Linked DNA regions of Mus musculus: region 2 is linked to region 1. Evidence: chromatin contacts called from public promoter capture Hi-C data. All regions are on one chromosome and are shown on one strand. Each heading gives the region's core, a stretch centred on a gene start, on an enhancer-like site or on the middle of the called end of the contact. The rest is flanking DNA. Distances are from core to core; before and after follow the strand shown.

Evidence for each region. Promoter capture Hi-C pulls out the DNA fragments that hold promoters and counts their contacts.
Region 2: a contact with region 1 is called in a promoter capture Hi-C map of pre-B cells, with 4 times the contacts expected there. The contact joins the promoter of Kcnmb4 here to the promoter of Tbc1d15 in region 1. A contact is called at or near these places in 2 of 39 promoter capture datasets (liver and pre-B cells) and 1 of 115 datasets of contacts at active chromatin or transcription factors (astrocytes).

The regions. Positions count from the first base shown.
Region 1 is chr10:115,250,113-115,253,234 of GRCm38.p6, reverse strand. Tbc1d15 (TBC1 domain family, member 15) reads left to right here and starts at 1,742. Exons shown (of 17, transcript NM_025706.3): 1 at 1,742-1,853. The coding sequence starts at 1,824.
Region 2 is chr10:116,472,024-116,475,105 of GRCm38.p6, reverse strand. Kcnmb4 (potassium large conductance calcium-activated channel, subfamily M, beta member 4) reads left to right here and starts at 1,583. Exons shown (of 3, transcript NM_021452.1): 1 at 1,583-1,920. The coding sequence starts at 1,585. It overlaps Kcnmb4os2 (potassium large conductance calcium-activated channel, subfamily M, beta member 4, opposite strand 2), which reads right to left and starts at 1,943. Exons shown (of 3, transcript NR_130644.1): 1 at 719-1,943; 2 at 473-621; 3 at 119-340.

The sequences.
Region 1 (3,122 bases), core at 493-2,992:
TCTGGAAATCCCCTAATCTCCCCCTTCTCCTTCCCCCCCTGAGGGCCTATAAAAACTGGGAACTCTTTCCCCTCGAGGTCGACTCCTCTACCCCTGCGTGGGATATGAGTCGTCCCCAGAGCTCTGGCTTTCCCGAATAAAGCCTCATGTGGTTTGCAACAAGCTCGGTCTGTCGTGAGTTCTTGGGTGTCCGCTATTGTCCTGAGGCCTGAGCGAGGGGCTCCTCTCGGAGTCTTTCACTAGGATTAAAGGTATGGGCCACCATACCCAGCTAGGAAATAAGTTTTATTTTTAATTTTACAAAAATTAAAAAAGATGTCTTCAGGACTGTTAGCATGTTTGGCCCATGTTATATTATGTTAGATATTTAAGACATTAGTTCTTTAAAATTTACAAAAAGTTGTAGAGTAACTGCTATTACTTAGCATTATATTCTGACACTGCTAAGTTTTGACAATATAGTGAGGTTTCTCCTTTAACCACATTACTCCATCCTTCTGAGATAGCAGAAGAATCTAGTTTTGATTATTCAGACTCCGGTTACTACCCACAATCAGTTGGCTTGGGGAAGTCTGGTCTACTGATAAGCCCCTGTGCTCTCTCGCTGTCAACTCACTGCGCTCTTGCTTCCTTAATGGCTGGCAGATGCGTTGCTTTACCGAGCAGTGAGAACTTGGGCACTGGGATCTAGGGCTTGCTTGGAATCTCTGATATTTGGTGGTCAGAGTCCCTCCTGGGGCTAAGCATGCATTCTCCTGTAAGACTTAGGCACCTCCCTCCCCGATTAGATTCCTGATACTCACAGAACCTGCAGATCACGTTTTTCTGCTGTTACCTCAGGCAGCCTGAAAAGGCTCTAACTCAGCGGGCAGGCACGACTCTTGTGTGGGTGAAACGACACTTTTACAGGGGTCTCTTAAGGCTATAGGAAAATACAGATACTTTACGGTTCATAATAGCAGTAATGTTACAGTTATGAAGTAGTAACAAAAACAACTTTTTGGTTGGGGTGGGGTCCGCACCAAAACATGAGAAACTGTATTAAAGGGTCGCAGCATTAGGTAGGTGGAGAACTATTGCTAACTGCTCTAAGATGTCAATTTTATTGTGTACCGGAGCTAAGTCTCAGGGTGCTGCGCTGAGAAGGAATTAGATTTTGAACTTAATAGTTTACCGATCTGTTTCCAAACATGGGGGAGATCCGTATGGCCATACATGATCCTTTACATGCAGATGCTTGGGTGAATTTTAGGAATTGAAATCATAACCACTAAGCTGTGGAGGCACCCTGAACTCTGGAGCGATAAAGGGCCTTGTAGTAACTACAGTTCCTATAAAAATACCATGCTCAAGGTCATGCGTGAGTGACAGCAACAATACTCATGTTCAGAATCCTCTAATATCAAGGGGAAAAGTCTCTGCGTGTATTAGCTCCAGGGCTGATGTTCAAGGCGATTCCAATTTTACCGTGACTTATTTAAAGCAAGAAAGCTGTGGCATCGTGTTCTGGGTCTAAACAAGGTGCTCCTTCCATCACACCCAAGAGACTCGCCAGCCGTTCCCCAAGTTAAAAGTGCCACGCCCGAGCAAACTTCAAAAGCCGTAGACTTCTATTTAAAATGTGGGGGAAGCACGCGCACGCGCAGTACGGCACGACGGCTCCACCCTCTTAGCATCCTCACCACGCATGCGCCTAACTGCTGTTCCCGCTCCTCCCCGCCCCTTTCCCGCCCGGATGTTATTTTAGCCCGACCGGATGTTGTTGTGAGTCCGAGAGCCACGTGAGGTTGTGCTACGTCATCACCAGGCACGCGCGGGGGAACATGGCGGCGGCGGGTGTTGTGAGCGGGAAGGTGAGTAACGGCACCGGCTGGTGCGGGTGCTCCTGACCGGTGGCCTGCGGCTGGCGGGCGGGCGGGCGGCCGCCGAGGGGCAGGCGAGCCAGGTCGGCTTCAGAGGAGACCGGCGTGTGACAGCGAAGGGGCTCCGCGGGGTGCGAGCTGCCCCTCCGGGGTGCTGGCTGGGTGAGCGCGGGGTTAGACGGTTCCTGCTCCCAGGCGGTGCAGGCCTGGGCGTTTGTCCCCGGCTCTGCCCCGCAGCGCGGATCCTTTCGGGGACCCCTGAATCCGTTCCTTCCCCCTGTGACTCTGGTTCTTTACGTCTGCCCTTCCGACCGTAAAACCTTCTCTTGTAAAAAGCCTTTGGCCACCCTGGCTTGCTTGGCTCTCTGTCGTCTTTGGGGGAAGGCGTCGAGTCACCATGCAGAGGAGCTGACCAGGAGCTCTGCAACTCTGTCCTCAGAGCTTGGGGTCCTGTTCGAAAAATTACCCAGATGGTTAATGGTTGCGGGCGTTAGGTTGGGAACTGGCGATTGACACCGCGCTGGGCTCATCTAGAAAAGCCTTTATGAAAACGTTTGTTTCCTAGATGTCTTCGGGGGCGTTTCTGTGTGTGGGTGTCTGCCCTGCTGTTTTACAGGAGGCTCTGTCAGTGACACCCTCACAGTGGGCTAGGAACCACCATTAGGTACGGAGATTAGATTAGATTAGCAGTTTATATGCAGAGAGACAGCTTGTGCGAATATAGGGTTATCTGCTTCATGCGATGCACCTGACTGCGTTTCCCAGTGGCGAGTTATTTCGCAAACGTCAGTGACCGGCTGGTAATGACTCAGAGCACTAAGACCTGTTTACTTGTTGCAGATAGCTTCCGCTGTTCCTTCAGTTCCACGTAGTATGTTTCGCTGCTTTTCTCCTCGTTTTGAACTTGACAGCGTTTGTGCAGATTTAGATTGTGGAATAACAAATACCGGCCTTATCTTCGGTGCAGATCTGAATTGTGACCTTGGGAAATTGGATAATTGAGGCTTCTCTGTTCTTCGTCTTTATCTGCAGAACGGAAGGGATGCCGGGCATCCTGTATTGGAGTGCTTAGGGGTAGACGCAACAGAAGCGCTTATACGTTACGTAGTCTTGCTCTTTCGAAAAATTGGTTGGGCATCCTTTTAGGGTATACTTATATCCTTGCCCTTTTAAAATATTTTTGGTCTTTTTTATTTGAGATGAGTGCTAGTCATCTCTTGATTCATTACAAATTAGAAAGTTTATCTTGGTGTTTTGGGC
Region 2 (3,082 bases), core at 334-2,833, 1.2 Mb before region 1:
GCGTGTGCCTAACAAATGCCTTGACGCCAACAGGGGGGGAAATCTCAGGCAGAAACAAACAAACAAACAAACAAAAAATACAGTGTCTGCTCTCAAACGGAGACGACACTGAGACATCTTTGTGATTTTAAAGTTTTTCCAAGTCCTGCAGCCTTTTTATTCATTAAGAAAAACAGACACTAAAGGTCTCCTTTACCATTGTTTGGAAATACCCATCAGCATAACATGCCAGAACTCTGTCAGTGCCAGCCAAAGGGTTTGAAGTCTGGTAGAGTGGGCTTAACATTTCCATGACTTGGCAACTGTTATTCATCAGGAGCCTGAGTTCATTCATCTAGGACTTGAAAGACAAGAAAAGGAGGGTTAAAACAACAACAACAACTTTATTCTTCCAAACGCAGCTCTAAACAGTTCTCAAGTTTGGTTTTATGATCTTTAAAAAAATGTAGGTAAAAAGCAAATTTAAACTTACAAAGGAAAAGTCAGGAGAATAGAGGCTGAATAAAGGTGTACATCGATAGGGTGGAGTTCCAAAGTGTCTGCAAGCCGCGGTCGCCTTGCACAGAGCTCCAGAAAAAGCTCACCTGCAAATCTCAGGGCCAGCTAAGGGTGGCAATATTCCTAAAGAGGCCAACAGAGTCTGCTCTCACCAGCCCGAGGCCAGGCTTTGCCACCTGTTTGCGTCCACCCCCTAGGGGTCGTTCCCGCTGTCTGGCACCTATTTTTCCAGGAAAGTCCACCGACGCTCAAGGCTCCAATCGTGTTAGCCTGCACGGTCCCGGTGGCGGCGTGGGATCCGCGGGGACCTCCGGCTCCCGGCCGCTCGCCTGTGGGCATCCCCCCGCGTCCGCGCCGGTGCCCTCTGTCGCTCGCCGCCACCGGAGCTCCCTTTGCCGGTGCGCCTGCTGCCCCGCAGCTCCCCGGATCGGAGTTTGAAGATTCCCGCTTCGCACGCTCACGCCATCCTCCCCCACTTAAAAAAATTTTTTTTTTCTCTCTTTTAACTTTCTCCCCAGCCACGCTCCCTCGGTGCTAAGCGTTCGCCTCGACCGTCTCCGCCATCTCTCCAGGTTGCATCTGGCGAGGATTCCGAGAGCAGCTCGCGGCGGCCCGGGTGCTCGCCCACGGGAGCTGCGGGGCGCGGCGCGGGGCGGGGCGGGGCGGCGGCGCCCAGGGCGGGGAGGAGCAGCCTCGCTCAACGCGGAGCCAGGGCTCAGCAGCCCAGTCGCTCCCAGCGTCGGGGCGCCGGGCGCTCGGCCGCGGCGATGGCAGGCGGGCGGCGCGCGCGGGGAGGCGGGCGCGGGGCGCGGAGCGCGCGGGGGCGGGGGCGGGCTCGGGGAGCCCCGGGGTGCCGGACGCTGTGAGGCGGCGGTGGCACCCGGGAGCCCGGCCTCGGGCAGCGCCGTCGCCGCCGCCGGGGGCGTCGCCGGCCTCGGCCCCTTTGTTCTCGCGCGCGCCCCCTCGCCGCCCACTCCCCTGCTGTCGCGCGGCGGCGGCGGCGGCTCCTCCCGCCCGAGGCGGTTGAGCTCGGCGCCGGGGGCGGGAGGGGGCGGGGAGCGCGCCAGCCGTGGAGAGTGGGGGGCGATGGCGAAGCTCAGGGTGTCTTACGAGTACACGGAAGCCGAAGACAAGAGCATCCGGCTCGGCTTGTTCCTCATCGTCTCCGGCATCCTGTCGCTCTTCATCTTCGGCTTCTGCTGGCTCAGTCCCGCCTTGCAGGATCTGCAAGCCACGGCGGCCAACTGCACCGTGCTGTCGGTGCAGCAGATCGGCGAGGTGTTCGAGTGCACCTTCACCTGTGGCACCGACTGCAGGGGCACCTCGCAGTATCCCTGCGTCCAGGTGTACGTGAACAACTCCGAGTCCAACTCCAGGGCGCTGCTACACAGCGACCAGCACCAGCTCCTGACCAACCCCAAGGTAAGCGCGCGGGAGCTCCCGCCTAACAGTGCAGGTTCGGGGCCAACGTCCCGGTTAGACCCCAGGGGAAGAATCGAGTGCACTGTCCTCGCTCGGAGTTGATGCGAGGGAGGCATGAGGTGCATGCACGCATCCCTGGAGCCCAGGGCTCCAGACCTCGGGGTGTGTTTGCCTACTGGGCGGTGGTACGCGAGCCTCTCTGCAAACAGATCTTTTCTGTTCTTAGATTTTTTTGAGCTCCGGACCACCCCAGGTCCAGCGCCTGCGGGAAGGGGTTGCCTAAACTCAAGGAGCAAAGAAAGTTAACTTTTCCTTCCAATGTAGCCATGGGATAGCCCAGGACCCAGGTACTCCAGTATATGGCCTGAGCTTCTATGGGGCTCAAGAACTCCCTTCTTTGAGAGGTTAAAGGGGTCTCTTCGCTTCTGGAAAGTATCTTAAGTGACTTTTGAATTTTAGTTCTAAACTGAAGTTTTTAACTTGAGGTCTACAGATAGACTTGGGATGGTGAGGGTGGGGTCAACAGCCATCAGGAGGAATCCAAGAAGAGATTCTGATGAGGTCGGGTTGGTTTGCTTGGTGCTGGTGGTGGAGGCTGAAGGGTCCTAACCACTCTGAGTGTTTGGGCACAATGAGAAGCTGTAACTAAGGAGTAAGTAGGAGAACAACTTACCGAAAATAGAAAGCCCTTGATGACATATACCAAGCAGCGGTTTCCTGACAACTTCTTTTGTTGTTACAGGGGAGGAAAAAAAAAAAAAAAGAGGGAAAAAAATAGATAAAACCTGGTTAGGACTTTCTAGCCTCTGGAGAGCAGAGAGGGAGACTCAGAAAACTTCCCCGGGGTAGGAAAGCACTTATAAAAAGCTGTGTCCCCAGTCCGTGAACTAATTGAGCCTTGCAGTGTGCCTGCTTCTGCAGGAGGGTTCTTTGATGCCTGTGTTCCTTTCTGCTGCCAGCTGAAGGTGTGTATATATATTCAAGTTACTGAGTCCTTGTACTTCCTGGGGGCTGTGCTGGAAGACAAGCAGAAATCATTCCAAAGAAAATGAGTCCTGTGCGTGCAGGAACATGTTCTCTTAAATGTGACCAGATAGATTAATCGGAATTCATTATTTTAAACAAGATCACTACCGCTGTGCAGAGAAACTCGGGCGTAACT